Regions from separate parts of the Mus musculus genome. Here region 1 is linked to region 2. The links are chromatin contacts, called in public promoter capture Hi-C maps. All regions are on one chromosome and are shown on one strand. Each heading gives the region's core, a stretch centred on a gene start, on an enhancer-like site or on the middle of the called end of the contact. The rest is flanking DNA. Distances are from core to core; before and after follow the strand shown.

Region 1 (3,410 bases), core at 510-3,009, 2.8 Mb before region 2:
CCGGTGCGGGCCGCCTCCAGCAGCTCCTGCTCCTTCCCCATCCCCAGGACCGCCACCCCTCGGACCTCAACCCGGAGCCTTGCAGAGCCTGCTCCGGCTCCGAAACTTTCCGTCTCCGGGCAACGCACCCCTCAAACCGGCCGGGGACGCCACCCCCTCTCCCCCCGCCTCCTCGGCCTCCCCCACTCCCTGGCGGCGCGTCACTTCCGGGATCCGGCGTCACGCGTCACCGCGCCCCCGCGCCCCGCCCCCTTGCCCACCTAGTGGGCGGGGCTCGGCGCCGCCGTGCAGGTGAGCCCGCTTGGCGGAGGGGAGCCTCGGTGTGCGGAGCCGAGCCTGGCGCAGGCGCGGTCTACGCCTAGCGGACCCGCCCATTCGCCAGGTGGCGGAGATCGGAGGCGGCACGCCTGCAGGAGCTTCCCGAACTGCTCGCCTTCCCAAAGGTTTGGGACCTCATGGCACTGGAAATGCGGTCATTGTTCCTGGCACCGTAGAAACAAAAGAAAAGGGGGTAACGCGTACCTCTGTTTTCAACTCCATTCAAAACGCATAGATTCAATACGGGATAGGCGCGGAGATCTAGAACCAGACTTGAAAAATCCCTCCCTCTGGTGCCTCCTGGAGGGAAGACCTGAGAGTTTTACTTCTGCAGTTAGACTGGCATTGTGGCAACTGCCATTTGTCCCAGCAGTCGAGAAGCAGAAGCCGCTGGCTGCATCGCTGTGAGTTTAAGGTCAGCCTGATCTACAAAGCAAGTTACGGGCTAGCCAAGGCTACATAGTGAGACCCTCTCTCCAGAAAAAAAAAGGTGGGGGGGGGGGAGGGAGTACGGGGGTGGCTGGAGAGGTGGTTCCCTGTTAAGAGCACTGGTTGCTCTGCCAGAGAATCTAGGTTTGATTCCCATCACTTGTGGCGCCTCACAGCAGTCTGTAACTCCAGCTCCAGCGGATGTAACACCTTTTGCTGGCCTCCCAGGGTACCACGAACGCATGTGGAGCTCAGACTTACATGCAAAACACCCATACACATGAAAAAAAAATGTAAGAACTCTTAACAGACACTATCCTCGCACTCCATCCTACTAACTCTTCAGAAAAAGTCAGAAGAGACCTTCTTTCTCTTAGTTGTCATGAGAGACATTTTAAAAGTCAGATTTGGGGAACCATTTCCAATTTTTAATATTGGTGGACTAAGGAGGGAAATGTAATTGGGAAAGGATGACTTTTTTTTTTTTTTCTGTTTTTCCCTCACAACACTAGCCTGTTCTGACGCGAGGCAGGTGGCCAATATTTGAAGTGTTAAATGAAACCATTGGATACTTTCTGTTGGCGTTAGAGATGCTTGCGAAACAGAAGGGAAACTTCCCTGGTGGACACAAGCCGGTGGTCTTAGTTCTTTGGGAAATCCGAGGTTAGGTCGCTGCCGGAAGCTGCTCAGTCCACGGCAACAACAAGCAGCGGGACCGAGTTCTCTCCCTGTTCCCCGACTTTGGGCTGAAGGAGTAAAGTTAAAGAAGGGTTAATTGGCATTACATTCCCAGGAAGGAGAAGAAAAAGAAGGAAAAAGAAGTCTCTCGGGAAACGAATTACGCTCTTTCAAAAACGCTTCTGCCCTGAAGCGGAGGATCTAGACTTCTACATTTCTTTCACATTAAAACAAATTCCGTTTATATGAATCCCCTGGGCAACCAACGCGCTTCTGGAAGTGACCCCTCCCAGGATCCGTGGGCGTGACGTCATCGCGGCGCGACGACGAGCCCTCAGCTCCAGCTCCGCTCCACAGCTCCTTCTCCCGGCGGTGCTGCCATCGCCTCTGACCCCCTGCTCTCGCGATGGACAACCTCGGGGAGTCGCCCACAGACAAAGGCGGGGAGCCAGGGGAGTCAGAGGAGACGAGGGCTACTCCTGGGGCTTTGGTGGCAGCCGACACTGAGGGAATCCCGGAGGAAACCGACAGGGATGGAGACGCGGACTTGAAAGAAGCCGCGGCGGAGGAAAGCGAGGTAGGTGGAAGTTGGTGGATAACGCTGCAGGACTACCCGGGTGCGCTCCTGACTGCTTTCTTCCAAAGCCAGGGAACTAGAATTCCCCCACGACTGTTTGTGAGTCTGCAACCTTGAGGGGCAGGAGAGGGAACGGGAAGGTGTAGGTGCTGTTAGAGCCCTATTCAGGCCTGCTTGTACTCCAGCTCCTTTTGGGGGAAGGCTGAGGAGGAAGGTGGAGGAGACAAGAAGATAAAAGACGAGGAGAAAATGGTTAAGGACAAATAAATTTGAAAATCTGAAGCACAAAGGTTAGAAACACGCGTAGATCAATAGTGGAAAGTAAGTTAGAAAGGCTGTCAGATAGATAATGCCTTCTCTCCCCCTCTCCATATTTCTGTATGAGTTTAAATATGAATTCCTTCCTTCCTTTCTCTCTTTCTCTCTCTCCCTCTCTTTCTTTCTTCTCCTCCTCCTCCTTCTTCTTTCTCCTCCTCCTTCTCCTTCTCTTCTTCCCCTTCTTCCTCTTCTTCCTCCTCCTCCTTCGAGACAGGGTAGCCCTGGCTAACCTGGAACTCAGGTTCTATAGACCACACTGGCTTCGAATTCAGAGATCCCCTTGCCTCTGACTTCCAAGTGTTAGTATCAAAGGCATGTGCCACCACTTCCCGACATACCTTTCATTTTAAAGGAACCATTAAATCTCATTAATGAGTTTTGATGTATTACGATTTTATAGTAAGTTGGCTAGGACAGAGTTTGGATCACTCTTGTGAATAAAACGGTTAAGTGTTTATGTGAGGAGAAATGTAAATAGTAAACATCTTGAAGACGTTTTTAGCTTAGGGCAGGCGAAATTGTTCAGCAGGTCAGGGTGCTTGATCCCCAGAACCCACGTTAAGGTAGAAGCGGACTATCTGCACAAAGTTGTCCACTTACAAACCCACACACATGAATGTCCGTAGTAACTGAAAAATTGTGGGTTTTTAAGAATATTTTTTATATGAATGTTTTGCCTGTGTATTTTTGTTTGCCGTGTAATGTGCCTGGCACATTCCCTGTAAAAGTCAGAAGAAGGCATTAGATCCCCTGAAACTAGAGTTGCTAATGACTGCGAGCTGAAATGTGGGTGTTGGTAAATGGAACCTAGATACTCTGCAAGAACAGCCAATGCTCTTAACCTCTGAGCTTTCTGCAGTTTTTAGTTTAAACTCAATATAATGGTACAAGTCTATAATTTCCACAAGCTGAAAATCCAAAATGAGACTTTGTCTTAAATTACAAAAGGAAAAAAAAAAAAGCTTCCGAACTGGGCATGGTGGTGCACAGCTTTAAGCCTAGCATTCTGGAGGCAGAGGCAGGTGGACCTCTTGAGTACAAGGCAGCCTGGACTACTACAGAGAGAGTTCAAGGATAGCCAGGGCTATGT
Region 2 (3,582 bases), core at 265-2,764:
TTTTGCAACCATTTCGACCAGGTTGAGAAGAACACGTCCTCTGGTGGCCTAGCTGAGGAACTACAGAGGCTGGTGCAAAGACTGTTAGCAGAGGAAGTGCCCCTTTTCAGGATTTGAAGGCAGCCGCTTTGACTCCCTCTGGGAGAGACTTTCCTCATCTCCTCCCTTTTGTTGCAGCTTTAGGTACAGTAAAAGGCTCCTCTCCAGGGTTTGCTTGCCTACTCTCAGTAATGTGGGCTAAGCTGTTATCATGAAAAAAAAAGAGGTGGCAGAGACAGCTGAGCAATTGGCAGGCCAAGCTACAAAAGGGACAGGACAGTCAGTTTTGTCATAGCTGAGGAAGCAGTAGCCAAGGCATCAGGGGAGTGCAGAAACTGAGACTGAATGAGGATAATTGACTAAACCAGAGAAGAGATGGCATAGCCTTGGATGCCAGATGAGTTCCAGAGAGCCAAGAGGTCTCAACCCTAGGCCAAGAATTTTAACACTGGCTGTCATTAAGAGCGAAGGTCTACACAAAAATTGTAAAGCTGTAGGGCTGAAGAGTCCCTACAATCACCAAATCTGCTTAGTGGAAGCTGCACCAGCCACAGGAAAGAGCCAAGGATTCCTGACCTACGTAAGAGCTAGAATACTTTTAGGGCTAAGGGTCCCAATGCCTCCAGTCCCCTAATACTAGGGGAGTCATCTGCCATCTCTCACTGAGGCCAAACATGGAGAAAAAAAAAAAAAAAAGAAAGCTACCATTTGAAGACCTTCTCTTTGACTAACCCCAGTTTTTATTTGTGTAGAGATCCTGGCTGGCTGATCGGTAACACTTCCATGGATGCTGGGAACTGAACTTGGGACCTTGGCAAGAGCCACACGTAATTTAACCTCTAAGATAATCGCTCTGGCCCCTGGTATGCTCTGCTAACTGCTAAGCCTTGAGTGGGCTCATTTCCTGCTCAGGAAGGGTAATTTTGCTTGATGATGTTGAATGAATACAGCTTGCTCAGATTTCCACCCACACCCAGTTCCGCTGAAATGTTGCTCCCTCAATGTATCTTCCAGATCAGGATGGTCAAGAAAAGTTCTGCCATGATGGAATGTTTCACACTGCTAAGTTCAGACGACAGTCAGGATCCCTGGGTGTTTACTCAGCTAGTGGTGTTTCATTTAGGGCAGTTTAGACGCAGTTTGCGTGTTCGCAGTAAACGTGCACCCTTGTGTACCACCAAATACATCAGCGCATCCGCATTACAACTTGGCCATATCCGCTGTTCCTGGCTTCCTTATTCTGTTTCCCTCAGGGCGCCTAGAGAGTTGATTAGTGCTCTAGAGTGGAAAGTCATCCGACCCAAGGCAGCATAGTGGGGTAATGTGCTGGGGAAAGTCTCTCCAGAATTAAGGAAAACAGAGACAGCAGTCACCAGGGGACCAATAGAGCGGACACGCCTACCGGAGTCCTGCCCTCAGGCCTTGCCCACCGTAGGCTCTTAGGCCACGCCTCTTCCTCCTCTTGCGCAGGCGCAGATGCTGCGGTCATCAGCGCGTTGGCGCGCCGCTGATTCGTCCCTAGCCACGCGTTTGTATCAGCCCCAGAAATTCTAAATATCCGTGCAGGTTTCACGTGAGCTCTGCGACTCGAATTCACAGCTGCCCTCAGCTGACACTGAATCTGGCGCGTGGTCCTGGTGCCGTGGCGAATCAGCGGCGCGCAAGAGGGAGCATGTGGCCTCGGCTCTGAAGCATGCTGGCCAGAGGAACCCTGTAGGAGTGGTTGGTCCAGTCGGGGCTGCAGTGTCCTGCCTTGCAGCATGGCCAGTTCCCATACGAGCCGAAGGCCTCGTGTTTAGGGGGCTGGGTGCTAACCTGGAGCTGCAGACGGAGGAGGAGTTTTAGTTATTGCACCCTGGCAAGCCACTCACTCATCCAACTATCAGTGGGTTTGACAGAGGAGACAGCCACAGTGCACCGGTGCAGTCCGGGACTGAAGCTCTGTCAGATCATCGGGCAGGCGGGAAACCCGGAAGAAGGACGGGAGAGCGTGAGTGAGATTGTGAGTGAAGCGCCTGGAAGCGCAGAAGTAAGTGCGTGTGTGTAGGGGGGTGGGGCCTGAGATTTGGAACCGGCCCAACTGTTTCCTCCCTTAACATCGTGGGTGCCATGGGAAGAATTCTTGACACTCTAACATGCTTTTCTCGGACCCTCAGCCCTGTTCTGCAGGATGGACCCAGCCCTGTCTGCTGTCCGGCTCACCGTCCAGGAAGCCATTCACATCCTTTCATCCTCAGAGGATGCTGGCCATATCCTTTCTACCCTGGGGACTCTGAAACGATACCTCGGTGGAACCGAGGATCCAGTTCTTCCTGAGGAGAAGGAGGAGTTTGCCACTGTCCACTTCTCAGCCGTCCTTAGATGTCTGGTCAGCAAGCTGAGCCCAGGTTGGCTGGAGCTGTCCCCCGGTGGCCAGCTGGAGCGGCTTTGGGAGAGCTTCTTCCTGGATGGCCCTCCAGACCAAGCCTTCCTGGTGCTGATGGAAGCCATTGAGAGCACTGCTGGGTGAGCAGTTAGTGAGCAACAGGGCGCCCAAGTTCTGAGAAGGTTCCCAACACCTTAAAACTGTAAGGGGAAGGACCCTGCATCTTAGCCTGGCCTCACTCCTTCTTGTTGAAGGCTGGGAGGAAGAATAGGGTTCCTTGCAGATCAGCACTCAGAGAGTCTCCACTGTCCCTAGCTGATGCCCTAAAGGTCACTTGTTGTCTTCTACTGGGCCCATTCTTTATTCTGTGGCACTTTCAGGATCATCAGGACATTTCAGGGTTTTTTTGTTTGTTTGTTTGTTTGTTTTTGTTTTTCGAGACAGGTTTCTCTGTGTAGCCCTGGCTGTCCTGGAACTCACTCTGTAGACCAGGCTGGTCTCGAACTCAGAAATCCACCTGGCTCTGCCTCCCAAGTGCTGGGATTAAAGGCGTGTGCCACCACCGCCCGGCTAACATGTCAGGTTTTAAATGTTTATCTACCACATTGCTGCTATGGATCCCTGTGTACCCAGGTCCCACATCCGGTTGAATGGCAGTCCTTGGAAGGATCTGTGGCTGTGAGAAGCTGGGGTTTTATAAACTGCTGGGGTGTGGGGGTGGAGAGATGGTTCAGTGCTTAAGAGCACTGGCTGCTTTCCCAGAGGACTGGGTTCAGTTCCCAGCACCCACATGGCTGCTCACAACTCAGTGCAACTCCAGTTCCAGAGGATCTGACACCCTGTTCTGATTTCATAGGTTCTTCGTGCATGTAGTATACAGGCAAAACACCCACACATAAAATATCAAAACTTAAAAAAAAAAAGAAAGAAAGAAAGAAAAGAAAAAGACTTGTGCCAACAGGCCAGAACAGGGGAAGGCCTGGTGTCTATCTGTGCAGGATCGGGGACATCCTATGAGTAACTGGCTGTTCAGCAGGGGAAGAGAAGAGCTTTCCAGCTGATAGGCAAATGTAAATCCTTAGGAAGTAGTTGGGACTAATTCTTTCTTGTGTGTTTCGTTTTGTTTTTTGGTGCTTTTGACAGCTCTGGCTGTCCTGGCCTTGAACTCATAAAGATTC

What was found. Capture Hi-C pulls out chosen DNA fragments and counts their contacts.
Region 1: a promoter capture Hi-C map of liver shows a contact between it and region 2, with 2.4 times the contacts expected there. The contact joins the promoter of Taf11 here to the promoter of Telo2 in region 2. A contact is called at or near these places in 2 of 39 promoter capture datasets (cranial neural crest and liver), 1 of 115 datasets of contacts at active chromatin or transcription factors (large pre-B cells) and 1 of 9 other capture datasets (liver).

The regions. Positions count from the first base shown.
Region 1 is chr17:27,906,093-27,909,502 of GRCm38.p6, reverse strand. It overlaps Taf11 (TATA-box binding protein associated factor 11), which reads left to right and starts at 1,759. Exons shown (of 5, transcript NM_001379368.1): 1 at 1,759-2,002. The coding sequence starts at 1,832. Anks1 (ankyrin repeat and SAM domain containing 1) reads right to left here and starts at 197. Exons shown (of 25, transcript NM_181413.4): 1 at 1-197. The coding sequence starts at 41.
Region 2 is chr17:25,113,899-25,117,480 of GRCm38.p6, reverse strand. Telo2 (telomere maintenance 2) reads left to right here and starts at 1,514. Exons shown (of 21, transcript NM_001163661.1): 1 at 1,514-2,068; 2 at 2,196-2,544. The coding sequence starts at 2,210.